Linked DNA regions of Mus musculus: region 2 is linked to region 1. Evidence: chromatin contacts called from public promoter capture Hi-C data. All regions are on one chromosome and are shown on one strand. The core of a region is the stretch at or near the end of the contact, and the rest is flanking DNA. Distances in the headings are between cores, read along the strand shown. Region 1 holds the start of Dazl (deleted in azoospermia-like). Region 2 overlaps Satb1 (special AT-rich sequence binding protein 1).

Region 1 (6,133 bases), core at 2,777-5,276:
TTACTTACTGGCTTGCTTCCCCTGGCTTACTCAGCCTGCTCTCTTATAGAACCAAGACTACCAGCCCAGAGATGGTCCCACCCACAAGGGAACCTCCCCACTTGATCACTAATGAGAAAATGCCTTACAGCTGGATCTCGTGGAGGCATTTCCCCAACTGAAGCTCCTTTCTCTGTGATAACTCCAGCCTATGTCAAGTTGACACACAAAACCAGCCAGTACAATCTAGATCTAGCAATATATCTCTAGAGAACCCTGTTATATTTCCTTTTCACTATGAAAATTATAGAAAACATAATCTCAACAAATAACAACATTCAAAATTTTTAAATGTATCTTATTGTATAGTCTGTCTGACTACATGTGATTATAGTTTGCATACCATATACTTAGCACCAAGTAGACTTATAAGTGCTCAAAATTTTAAGAAACAAAATAATGGTTAAGTGGGAGCACTTGAGCATGTGTGTACATACACACACACACACACACACACACACACACAATAATATAATTAAAATATGTAGACATGTAAGTTAAACAAAGAGAGATGGATCCTGAATGTTTATTTGGGACAATTAACATGTGTTTTAAAATTTTAATTTATATATACTTTTATTTTTTGGTTTTTCGAGACAGGGTTTCTCTGTGTGGTCCTGGCTGTCCTGGAACTCACTGTGTAGACCAGGCTGGCCTTGAACTCAGAAATCCACCTGCCTCTGCCTCCAGTGCTGGGATTAAAGGTGTGCACCACCAAGCCCCGCTTATATACACTTTTAAAAGGGGACTAAGAAGAGGGAGCTCTATCTATATGACCATCTCACTGCTAAAAAGCCCTCGTGCACAGTGAGTAAAACTTTTTCAGTGGGGAAAATAAGCTTGATTCTTTGGCACAGGAAAGGAACTTTCTGAATAGAACACTGATACCACAGTCATGAAGACCAAAAATTAATGAGACTTCATTAAGGTGAGAACCTGCTTACAGCAAAGGGCAGCATCCTTTAGGCAAATCAGCAGCCTACAACATAGGTTAATATCTAGAATGTATAAAGAACGGAACTACCTAAACACGAAGAAACAAAACTCAACTAAAAAATGAGATCTAGAATTAATCAGAGTATTCTCAAAAGAGGAAACACAAACGTCTATGAAGCACTATTAATTCGCCTATTAAGAAAAACGAAGTTTGCAGGTAAATCGAAGGAACTATAAAACTTATCCCGTGTGAGGCAACCCAGACTTCAAAAAAAAAATCACATATTTTCTCTTATATATAGATATTAGCTTTTATATGCTTTACGAATTTTTTGATAAGTTTCCTACAATCCAGATAACCACACAGGTTAAGTACTTAGTAAGTCCATGGTGGAGAATGTGATCGTGCAGGAAAGGGGGAATATGGTGTATTGTGATGGAGAGATAAAGGGGAAATGGAATAAGAGAACTAAACTGGGAGGGAGCCAGGAGAGCAGGAGGTAAAATGGGGATCACAATGTTTCTCTGTGTGGCCACAACGGCTGACTTACAGGAGGCTAACAGAAGGAACCTGAAAACCAGCCAGTTTAAACTGGGAGGGGAGTTTACTAATAAAATCATCCTGAGGCCTTTGAATTATTTAAGAGGGAACATATTTATTAGCTTTCTATTTAAAGTGTATGGTTTTTTTTAAGACTTTATTTATTATTTATTTTATATGTAAGTACACTGTAGCTGTCTTCAGACACACCAGGAGAGGGAGTCAGATGTCATTAAGGATGGTTGTAAGCCACCATGTGGTTGCTGGGATTTGAACTCAGAACCTTCGGAAGAGCAGTCAGTGCTCTTAACTGCTGAGCCATCTCTCCAGCCCCGATTAAAGCAGTAAAAGAGCGGAGAGTGCTGGGCCCTCAGGCAGAGGCAAGTGGGTCTCTGTAAGTTCGAGGCCAGCCTGGTCTACAGAGAGAATTCCAGGACTACACAGAGCAAGCCTGTCTTGAAAGACCAAAGACAAGAGTCAGAAAAATAAAATGTTCATACAATCCAAACAGGCCATTCCTATTCACCGTAAATGCTTTATAATCTTTTGGAATGTGTGTGTGTGTGTGTTAGAGAGAGAGAGAGAGACAGATAGACAGAGAGACAGAGAGACAAAGAGACAGAGAGACAGAGACAGAGAGAGTGTGCGGGGAATTAAAGCCAGGACATCCTTCCCACACATGCTAGGCAGGCGCTCTGCCCTGTGTGGCACCCTCTGCACAGTCCTCTCTTCTTTTTATGTTGAGACAGTGTCATTAAACTGTCAGGGCAGCCTTGAACTTTTAGTTTCCTTTGCCTCAGCCTCTCCTCCTAAGCAGCTGGGATTAGGAGACTGCTGTCTCTAGACCCCACTTCCAGGAGGATTTTCTTTGAAAAGTCCTTTTCTGAGAGGACCCCTATTGTCTCTGCAGATTGGCCTTTGTTTCGTTTTTCAAGCGTTTAAACGCCTTGCCTAAGAATCTTTTGCAGGGAAGGGGATAGTGAACTGGGAAAACCTGGCTCTTCCTTTCGAGATTCCAGTAACAAACATGTCATAACTATAAACGCCAAACTTGGAGAGCGCAGGAATGGAAGGTCAAACACCAATGAGAGTTAGATGGTTTTGGGTTTGCTCTAGTCTGCACGGTGCTCCCCGTCCCCTCACGTCCGTGCTTTTCCTCAGGATGATGCCTTGCCAGAACACCGGTGTGCTGCAAGGTGCTCAGCTCCAAATCGGGCTGCACCGCTTCAGCTTTCCCCATCCAGCCAACGCAGGAAGGCCTGGAGCTACAGAGTTTAGAGCCATCTCTCCGCTGCTCATTAACCAACCATTCCAGCTGTCTGTAGTGGGTTTTTTTCTTCTCTACACTAAAATGAGGACAGTCCAGGCCCTTTGTTAGACTGTTCACACCACCATGTAGCCACCTACCGAAGGCCAGTGGAGAATCGGATCTTCACCGCTGTAGTTTCGAGCTTAATTTTAGTTTCAGAATTTTGGAATTTCCCCCCTTTCAAATAGGTGCAATCTACCCTTATTTGTTTTATTTTTATTTATTATTTTAATACTATTTTCTCCATCATTGCTGCATGGTTAGTGGCAATCTTAAGCTGTTTTGCCAGCTTTAAAAAAAAAAAAAGCTGTAATACTTATCATCTGTACAAAAGGTAGTCAGGACGGTATAAGTACTAGGTGGTTCTGCCGTAAGGTTATCTCCACCAAGCACCCTACAGCTCGGCTCTGCTGTAGGTAGGTAGGCCCCGTTTCTCTGGCCTTGAGAATGTTCTAGAATTCTCTCAGCTGGCCTAGCTTGTTTCTGTAAAGCCTACAAGAGAAACGCTCACACTGCAACCTAAATTCCACGAAGGGAGGGATATTCTCTCGTGTGGTCTGGTCACTGCTGTGTCCTTTGTACCGGATAATTCGGGCATTTATTTGAAGGGGCGGGGGGGGGGGAGAAAAAAAACGGAAGAAAAAAACTAAGTCCTGATGGCTGACGGGCCGGCCCGTGAGGCATGAGGTGCGCCTTCCACATGCACCCGGACTCAACCTTCTCAATGTGGCTGAAAAAGAGGGTGAAGGGGCCCGGCCAGGCAAGGCCTGCTCTCTAGTCGTGCCGCCCGTTATTAATTTCTATTTCTGCGGGCATTTTGTAAATTTTAAATTCGGCCGCCAAGCTTTGCTGACGGGATAACGCCATGCCTTCGAGGTGCCATTTTTGAGGTAATGACTTGAATAAATGCTTTCCTGACAGAACTCTGAGCACCGTCCTGCCCAGGACTTATTTCACAGGGGCTTCGGACACGGTCCTGGGGGGGCTAGGGAGTGGCAGGAGTCGGTCCATCTGTCTGTCAGTGAGGCTCGGGCCTGCTCGGCAGCCGAGACCCTTACGTAGATGTCGCGCATGCTCCATGCGCACCCCTCACGCACTCCGTGGGCGACGTGGGTCCCCTGGCCCCCCTTGCGAGGCCCTAGCGCTGCCGCCTATTGGCTGTAGCACGTCACGAGGCCAGCCACGCACAGTCATCCCCCCGGGGCGCGCAGCCCACGCCTCAGTGACTCGGCGACCCTCAGCACGCTCGCTTCGGGACTCCGCTGTCTCCGTGGCCGTGGGCTCTCTTTCCACCACCGCCTCGGCTTTTTTTTGCCCGTTGGCCGGCTAGGCAGCCACCTCACGTAGCTGCCCCGTCGCGTGGCTTCTGCTCCACCTTCGAGGTTTTACCACCCGAACTCTGGCCGCCATCATGGTGAGTCGAGGGCAGGCCCCGGGGTGGCAGTGCAAGACCAGCCGGAGGCCGCGATTCCTTACGCGGAGGTTTAAAAATCGGCCTTTTCTGGTGTAGCACAGAGAAGTGGGGAGAGGGCATAAAGAGGGTCCTTTCATATTTCCGGTTCTGGGTTCCTCCCCCACCGGACAGCCCCCAGGGTGAGGCCTGGAGGACAAGAGTGGCGGCCTTGCTGCCTTTGCGGCCTACACCAGCACTGAGGGGTTGCGGGGAGATGGCGGGCAGCCCTGGGGACCTCGGGCAGCCCCGGGGTGGGCCACGTGCACGGCCTGGGCGTCACGTGACGGCTCTTTCCCGCCTTTGGGCCGCGGTGCCCGTAGGAGCAGGCCTTAGGCGAGGCCTGCCGCGGCCCAGCCCCCACCCCGCGGCCCAGCTCCTCCGCACGAGCGCCCGGGCTTCCGGGTCGGAGCGCCGCAGCGCGGGCGCCTCCGCCAGGTGGCGCCTAGGCTGGCCGCGCCGGGTCCTGCGGCCTGGCGGCTTGGCCGCGGCGTGGAAAGGACCCGGAGGGCGTGGTTATCGGGAGGCTGAGGGCGGGCCCTGTCGCCTGGTGACTGTGGGTGGGGTGGAGGCGGCTTTGCGGGAGCTTGGCTTGCGTGGGCTGGGGGAGGAGCCAGAGGCCTGAGCCGGGCGGGGGTCGGGGAAAGCGGGACCGGACAGCTCTGCTGTAATCGCCGCTGCCGCCGCCAGCAGACTGACTGAGGCGTTGCCAGGCTAGCTTGGGCTACTGAAAACAAACGTTGATAGCCATTTAATCACAAATCCGTTAGATGTTGCATGTTCGTTTAAAATTTTTTTCCATTTTAGAGGTAAAGGAAGAAATTTATACTACTTATGACCGATGTTAACTTAAGTTGGAATTCAAATTAAGCATTTATAATGTGAAATAGGTACTTGTCTATCACAATAATTTAAATCGCACAATATTGGACCGTTTTCTCACTACATTAGGGTTAAACATTTGATAACTGCAGATTTTTATCTATTGGCCAGTATTTGTAGCATACATGGGAATTTGCTTAGCATAGTGATTTAATTACATTTCAAAAATGTGAATCCTGAAATCTTTAATAACTATTCTCAGCTTCTAGCTATATTTGATATGTGGATTTTCCAATACAATGAAGTATGGTACTGTACAAAATAGGCAAATTTTTGTGTGCTGGCTCATTGCTGGTATTCTAATATTTCTCATAGCTAATTCAGAGGTATAATTAAATATGTCTTAAATTTAATACAGTTTGTTTTCAGTATGCTATTATAGTCCATTGATGAGTAAGATACTTTCCCACCAGGGTCAGTAGTGGGCATTTAGGTGTGTGGAAATTTACAATTATTGGGGACAGCAGGGGGCCATATGGAGCCCTTTAGAAGTTCAGGTCAACTCTGGCAACATAAGACGTCATTTAAAATAAATAATTGTACTCAAGAAGTAGAGGCATGAGTTTGAAGCCAGCCTGGTCTACATAGCAAGTTTTCAGGACAGCCAGAGTTACATAATAAGATCCTATCTCTTAAGTATAAAATTATACTTTCTTAAACATCAACCTGACTTACAAGTATTTGGTTGTAGAGTGGTTTTGGTCATATTTAAAAAGTAACTAAAGCATCTATCAGTTGTGGGTGTTTTACTTATTAAGCATACAGTAGGAATTAGGTCTTATTAAAATGGATTCTTTGCTTTCTTGGTTTTGAGTGCCACCTACTGGATAAGGACTAGGATATGGTGTGCCTTCTTTAATACATAATACACTATTATTTTGAGACCGATTTAATATTTACTCTGATGAAGCAGGTAGTTTAAGCCCAAATCAAGCATCCTATAATATTTAATGCTTTATTTTCCTCCTTATTAAAC
Region 2 (6,386 bases), core at 3,210-5,709, 1.5 Mb before region 1:
GGAAGAAGACTATTGTAATTGACCGTGTTAGGAGGTCAGAAAACAGTGTTCTGAAGTTGGTTCTCATTTCCTACCCATGGGTCTGGGGTTGGACTCAGGTCATCAGCAAGTGCCCTTACCTGCTGAGCAAGTACAAGCCCTAGGGCTAAGTTTTACTTGTTCCAACAATTAGCACACAGCAAGAATTCAGGAATTTTTGCTAAACTGAGAAGGTATCATATGATTGCTCCACACTGATTTCATGGGTGATCTTAGCAGTGTTATTGATAGAGCTTTGTAGACATTGTCACCTACAATATCCCACTTTGCAAACTGTTTCCAGATTGTATTTAGTTAGCGTGCATGTGATGTTTACCTAACTAAGGACAAATGACTTCTGAGTTTCTGCTTAGGAAAACTTACTGTGACCCCAGGTTATCTTGTGTTTTTGTGTATATATAATGTTCTCGATAGGTTGCAGAACTTAGTTGTTTTTAAGCAGAACAATAGTCTTGGGAGTACAGTGGCCCAGCAGTATAAAAATGCTAAAAATGAGCAAATCCTCTGTCACAGTTAAGTGTGAACTTCGTTGACGTATTTGTAGCATTATTATTACACACACTTACCTTTTTTAGAGGGGTCTTAAACTAATACTTCAGTTTGTCCATTCTCTTCTCAAATTTAAGGAAGAGATTAAAGGGGGTCTGTCAGGTTTTAGTAACAGCTCAGTGGGTGACAGACAGGTGCTGGCCCTGCCAACCTGAAGGCCTCACCCCATGTTGGCTCATGTCTCCTCCTTGGCTGCTCAAAAGCCGGGCTCTGGCATGGCAGACTTCCTTTAGGCCTCTAAACGTAGGATCAAAAATCTGGCTGTGTAAAGGTCCGGCATCCCCCGCATTCAGAGAGAACTGCAAACGTAGGTAACTGTTCAGCCATTCTGTGGAGCCCGGGAGACTTGAGTGGTCAGCCGTCTGTGGTGAGCACCTATGGCTCCAATGTGGGTGGCGCTCTTTATTTTGTGCCAGGCCGTGCATCCCAATGAGGGAGCGCCGTTTCCTTACAGAGGTGATGACCTGAAGCATTTTCCCTGAACCGTTCTAACATCGATGGAGGAAGCCAGATCAGTGCAATTATTTTCCTTTGTGTTGAATGCAGAGGTCATACTGGTCTATATCTATGTTAGTAGCCATGGGGATTGTTGAGTGAGAGCTAACAGTGTTAACTAAATCCCTGACATCAAGGGCCAGCTTGCTCTGTGAGGCAATAATCCTAGGAGAATATGATGTCTAGATCTCATAGTAGACATCTGAGAGCCTGTGCACACTCAAAGTCATGATCCACTCTGCTGGTGAACGGGGAGGACAAGCTTCTCAAAGGCTTACTGAGGTCCTGTGGCCCCACACTTGGTATACATTGGGAATACCAACCCCCCCCTCCCCAAACACACACACACACACATACACACACACACACACACACACACACTCAATATGACCTCAATTCGAACTGCTCATATAAAGAAACAATTCAAAGAGAGTTGAGATTCTTGTGGATAGCTTCAGAGTCTAGCACAAGTATTTGTGCTTGGAAAGTGAATTATTCAAAGTCCTGGAGTTCTTGTTTCTACTTTGCACTATAAAGCATTTTGAAAGTGCTCTGTACAAGAGCTAAGGAAATAGTGAGTCTGGTATTTATTCCCTTCTAAGTTCAGATACTAGAAATTATTTCTTCTGTAAAGATGGGCCATTCATCCATCCACACAAGGGCATTAGAGAAGGAATAAACAAGCATCCCTTCCCCCCCCCCCCCCCCCCGTGTGTAAATGTCTCAGATTTAGCCAAATCAGATCTAATCAGATTTACTCAAACTCAGGCATATCTAAAGAAAGTGCTCCTATGAAGTCTACTTAGATTACTGTAATGTTTAACCCAATAACATTTACATTTTTAATAATTATATCACAAGCAAGATGCTAAGAGACTTTAAGCTTCCTGCAAACACAGCTCTAGTTGGAGACATGTGTACAGGGTGTGCTTGAGGAGTGCTGTGTATATAGCACAATTGATTCTTCCCTAGGGTCTTTGGAAAGACAATCCTCTCACAGACTCTTGCCCCTGTCGGAAGACACAGTGGGGATTCAGGTTTCTCTGTGTTATGCCCACTTGCTTTGAAATATCATATACCTTTACTAATACTACTAGTGATAGATCTTTTGTAACAAATGCTTTACTGTTTCAGCTCTGCATATTTAAGTGGTTTGAAGGTTTGATTGTAGAAGAAAGGAGGACAGGGTGGAGAATTTGGTCAAATGATATTATCTGGTGTTTGTGTAAAATTACTTTAACTGCATGGAAGAAGCATAGAAACTGCACCAACGTTTTCTATAGAAGCTATGACTTGTGCTATTAGATATTTAAGATGTCTACACTTGGCAAAATGATGATGTCTTCAACCTTTTGAAGATACATTTGGGTGAGATGAGAGCTGCGGTGGTTGTGTTGCCTTCCACTTCCTTCAGGATTCCTTCGGAACTTTATATAGTATGAACTTTATATAGTATGTTCATTTTGGCTGGTGTGTGCTGACTGCTTTGGGTGCAAATGCCATTTCCAAGCATCAGGATTGCTCAGGAATGGCAAGAGCCCTCCCTCCCTCTGACCACTGGAGTTTGAGATTTACCAATAATCTCTCTTTTCCTAACAAATTGAGATTTCAAAGGTGTATCTCTCAAGAGAATAACTTAAAATGTAATAGAAGCTGCATAGTGAAAAATGTGGGGGACATCAGCTAACAAGGACATTAGAGGGCATGACATTTAGTGACCCTGTCACTTACTCTCATAAATGGAAGCACAGTTCCCCTTTTCCCACCCCCAAATACCAGATGGGGACTACCTGCTAATTTCTAACACATTCAGGCCCTGCCACTGTCTCATAGGATATGCCTTTTAAAAAAAGGAAAGATCCTATATGTGGTCTTTTATGTCCTCTGGGATTCAAACAAGACCCCATTAACAAAGGATCTCTATCAGAATAGTGTTTGCGTAAGGTGGGTTCAGCTGTGTTTCATGGCAAGTTCAAGTTTGACTTTTGATTTTTCCACAGACATATAAAGAACTGTTAAGAAAATTCATCTATGGGTAGTCAAGTCTTGTCTAAGGAGTAAGGACACAAACCTGGGAAATAAATTGTGCTTCTCAAAAAAAAAAAAAAAAAGGAAGGAAGGAAGGAAGGAAGGAAGGAAGGAAGGAAGGAAGGAGAAAATAGCAAAGATCTGGTAGTTCAGCAGTTCAGAAAAAACATTCATTTTATTGAAAAATTACTAAAAGATATTTACTCCCTCCTTACCATTAATAAAAAGAGTATGTCAAAATTCATGTTCTAGCTCTGAAAATAACTCTTGAGTTTACCACAGCATTCATACTAGAGGAGAGTCAAGAGTCATGTTTTTGGTTTTGCTTTTGTATATCTTCCATGTGTAGGTATTTCTTTCAGAAAACAATTATTTTCAACTTTATGACAAAGACATTAGCCAGCAGAACAAATACCCTGCAGGTGAGATATAGCCATGAGATTGGCCTCACAGAATCTAACCTATGTGAGATTATTCCCCTTGTTATCTCTCTGGAGTTTTCCAATTGAAAACATATATTCCTTCCTACACGAAAAAAATACTCTGATTCCTTAGTTGAAATTAATTAGCATTCAGAAACCAGATCGCATGTTTTTGGGTATTCATGAGATCTCTGTTTGAAAAAAAAAATGTTTTTAACTTGTAGAAATGTGTTGCAACACACAGATGGGAAGAAAAAGAAAAAAAAAAAACCTCTTTAGCAAGCACTGTGTGTAAAAGGAATATTACATTTTACACGCTCCTGATTGCTCTGTGTAAACAGTTTTTGACATCTGTCTTTATAGTTTCGAGGGGAGGAAGACTTTGTTAAAAGAATCATTTTTATACAGCAGCCACCATTTCAGTCTTGCTTTACCTGTATTATGAAAGCAGATGGTCCGCATGTCTTTTGAATATTTATAACTATCAAAAACAATCTCTTGCTATTCACCCTTAGGCTTATGAGATGTCAGGACTGTTCTGGTTGGAAAAAAAAAATCATCTTGGGTGTTTACAGAAAGAGGATTACATTAAGCTGAAATGACTATACATTTTCCAGTTTAATATTTGTCCATCAGCTGTTTAATCGTATTTAGATAATTGTGTAAATAAGATGTGGTAGCCCTTGCCCTCTCTGCTGAAGGAGCCTGTAAGCTTTCAACATGGGCGAGCCACCATTTTGTAGATGCTGTCTCTCTCTCTCTCCTCCACCTCAGTTAGCCCAGACCTAAGTCCCAAGCAAGTTAGGACCCAGACAGCTCAGTCCCTGTTTGAAAAGCCCCAGAAGCAGAAGGCCAACATGGAGAGCTCAGAAACACCAGGGAGCTGCTGGCTGCCTGGCGTCTAGGAGTGTATTGTCGTATGCAAATGCGGAGCTGAGCAGCCGCTTACCCCTTTAAAAGGGGCCTGGCCTCCTCCTCCTCCTCCTCCTGCCCTGCTCGCCTTGCTTCTGCGGATTTTGGAAAACTTTTGGAATAGTGGGGGTTAACTGGTTTTTTTGACTGGAAGCTGAGCAATCAGAGATAACAGATTTTGCTGTGGTTGGTTGATTTGGCAGAAAAGCATGAACAGTTTTGGTTTAAATGATTGAATAACCTGATTAGCATTGTTTTGGGGTGGTTTTTTTTTTTTTTTTTTTTTTTCCTTCTTCTTCTTCTTCTTTTTTTGAGGGGGGTTGTTAAAGGCACAACAAAGCAATTTGAACAGTAATCAGATCACTGGCCCTTCCCGGGTTGACAACCTTGTTCTTGAGTAAGGCTGCACTTTCTCCCAAACCATTCATGTTGGCCACTAAAGTGACCAAGAGAGAATCATAAATCCACCTTCCTTCATTTTTCCAGTGCATTATACATATACACTACTGCCTGTGTCATTTCCTAGCAGGGGCTTGGAAGAAGCCAGCATTTGGGGAAATTACGTAACCTCAACCAGTTCCTTGCTTTTTTTTTTTTTTTTTTTTTAATGTTTTCCACATTGAGAGACCTGCAGATTTTCGAGCAAAGGTTTAGAATGTTCCAACAATATGTAAGTCAGGCTTTAGAAAAATTCCACCCTTACCTTTTCACAATTAGAAAGGTTATAAATAATGTATTTGGCTGAAAAGGAGGCTCAGCCTGTGGCAGATGGTACCCTTCTAGAGGGCTGGGGTTTCTGGGAAGACGGCATTCTCGCAGATCGGAACTTTAGCAGACTCAGAAAGAGCCAAGCTCCTCATAGGGAGTAGACATGTGCTTTATGGATCTTAGAAAAGCTTACAACTTGGCTCCTAGGAGGAGAATATTGTGTCACACTGGGGTTAGGAGACCCACGGCCAATTTCTGCCAACTTTTAAATTGTATCTCCCAACACCGGGATCAGAGGCCTGGGATTAGGTTAGTGTGCCCTGTGGCAGCGTTTGAACTCGGGAATTTCTAGCACAGGAGTTTAGTCACTTGGATTAATTGACTCCCAGAATGTTAATGTTCTTACACCTACTGGCCACCAACTGATTAGAAAACTTGCCACACAAGTCGAGTCTTTCAAAGTGCTCATATAAATAGACACCAAGGGAGCAAAGCAGGAACGACCAGCAGCCTCTTTGGAGACATCTGCAGGGTTGATTTTGAAAAACCTGGAGAGGGATCTCTTGCTAATTAATGAACAAAGGCTCTCAAAGCTAGGAAATTGGGATTTAAAAGTTCACTTGACAGTGATGCTGTTGCCTTTGACCCTGAAGGGCAAAGGGAAGAAGGATGCCCCAGTGACTCAAAGGAGTTCTTCCTTTCTGTGGTCCTTCTAACTCTCTATAGGTGTGTTCAACCTTGTGGCGAGATCAGTTTAGAAGAAATGCTCAGTGTAGGAAGTGCTAGCCACAGTGGCTTTGGCTGCTTGGATGTGGGAAGGAAGGAAGGCAGGCCTGGCAGAAACTAAGCCACAGAAGAGCCTGAAGGATGAGCAGCTCCCAGACAGAGATGCAAGAGCCTGGAACTACCTCCAGGTCTGAGGAGTTGAGCGAGTCTTCCAGTTCTTGTGAGATCATCCCAGCTTCACTGAGCTGAGATGTCGGAAACAAAGGGGAAGTCGGCTCTTTGCTATTTGCCCCTTGTCGGCCCTTGACCACACCTGCCACTCCATTTAATTAGAGCATCCTTCAGTTTTCCTAAAGAGATATTTCTGTGGAGACAAGGAGATGTCGCAGTTGGTCATGAGCTGGTGGCACATGCGTGAAGACTTAAAATGGATCCCCAGCACATACATAAAGAGCCTTGCATAGCTGCTTGGAATTCCAGTAGTGACAACGTGGGACAGGGGGATCC

What was found. Promoter capture Hi-C pulls out the DNA fragments that hold promoters and counts their contacts.
Region 2: a promoter capture Hi-C map of hippocampal neurons shows a contact between it and region 1, with 5 times the contacts expected there. The contact joins the enhancer-like site here to the promoter of Dazl in region 1. A contact is called at or near these places in 9 of 39 promoter capture datasets (the 3T3-L1 cell line, the HPC-7 cell line, cranial neural crest and 6 more), 1 of 484 Hi-C or Micro-C datasets (adipose-derived mesenchymal stem cells) and 3 of 9 other capture datasets (adipose tissue, liver and pancreatic islet).

The regions. Positions count from the first base shown.
Region 1 is chr17:50,291,513-50,297,645 of GRCm38.p6, reverse strand. It overlaps Dazl (deleted in azoospermia-like), which reads left to right and starts at 4,026. Exons shown (of 11, transcript NM_010021.5): 1 at 4,026-4,239. The coding sequence starts at 4,237.
Region 2 is chr17:51,788,869-51,795,254 of GRCm38.p6, reverse strand. The region is part of intron 5 of Satb1 (special AT-rich sequence binding protein 1); the gene reads left to right. Among named protein-coding and RNA genes, the nearest start is that of Satb1, 41 kb to the left of the region's middle. Within about 2 kb of position 4,459, at least 54 of the 459 cell types and tissues checked have an H3K27ac peak or open chromatin away from gene starts, as enhancers often do. A contact at or near this core is called in hippocampal neurons, where this site is marked.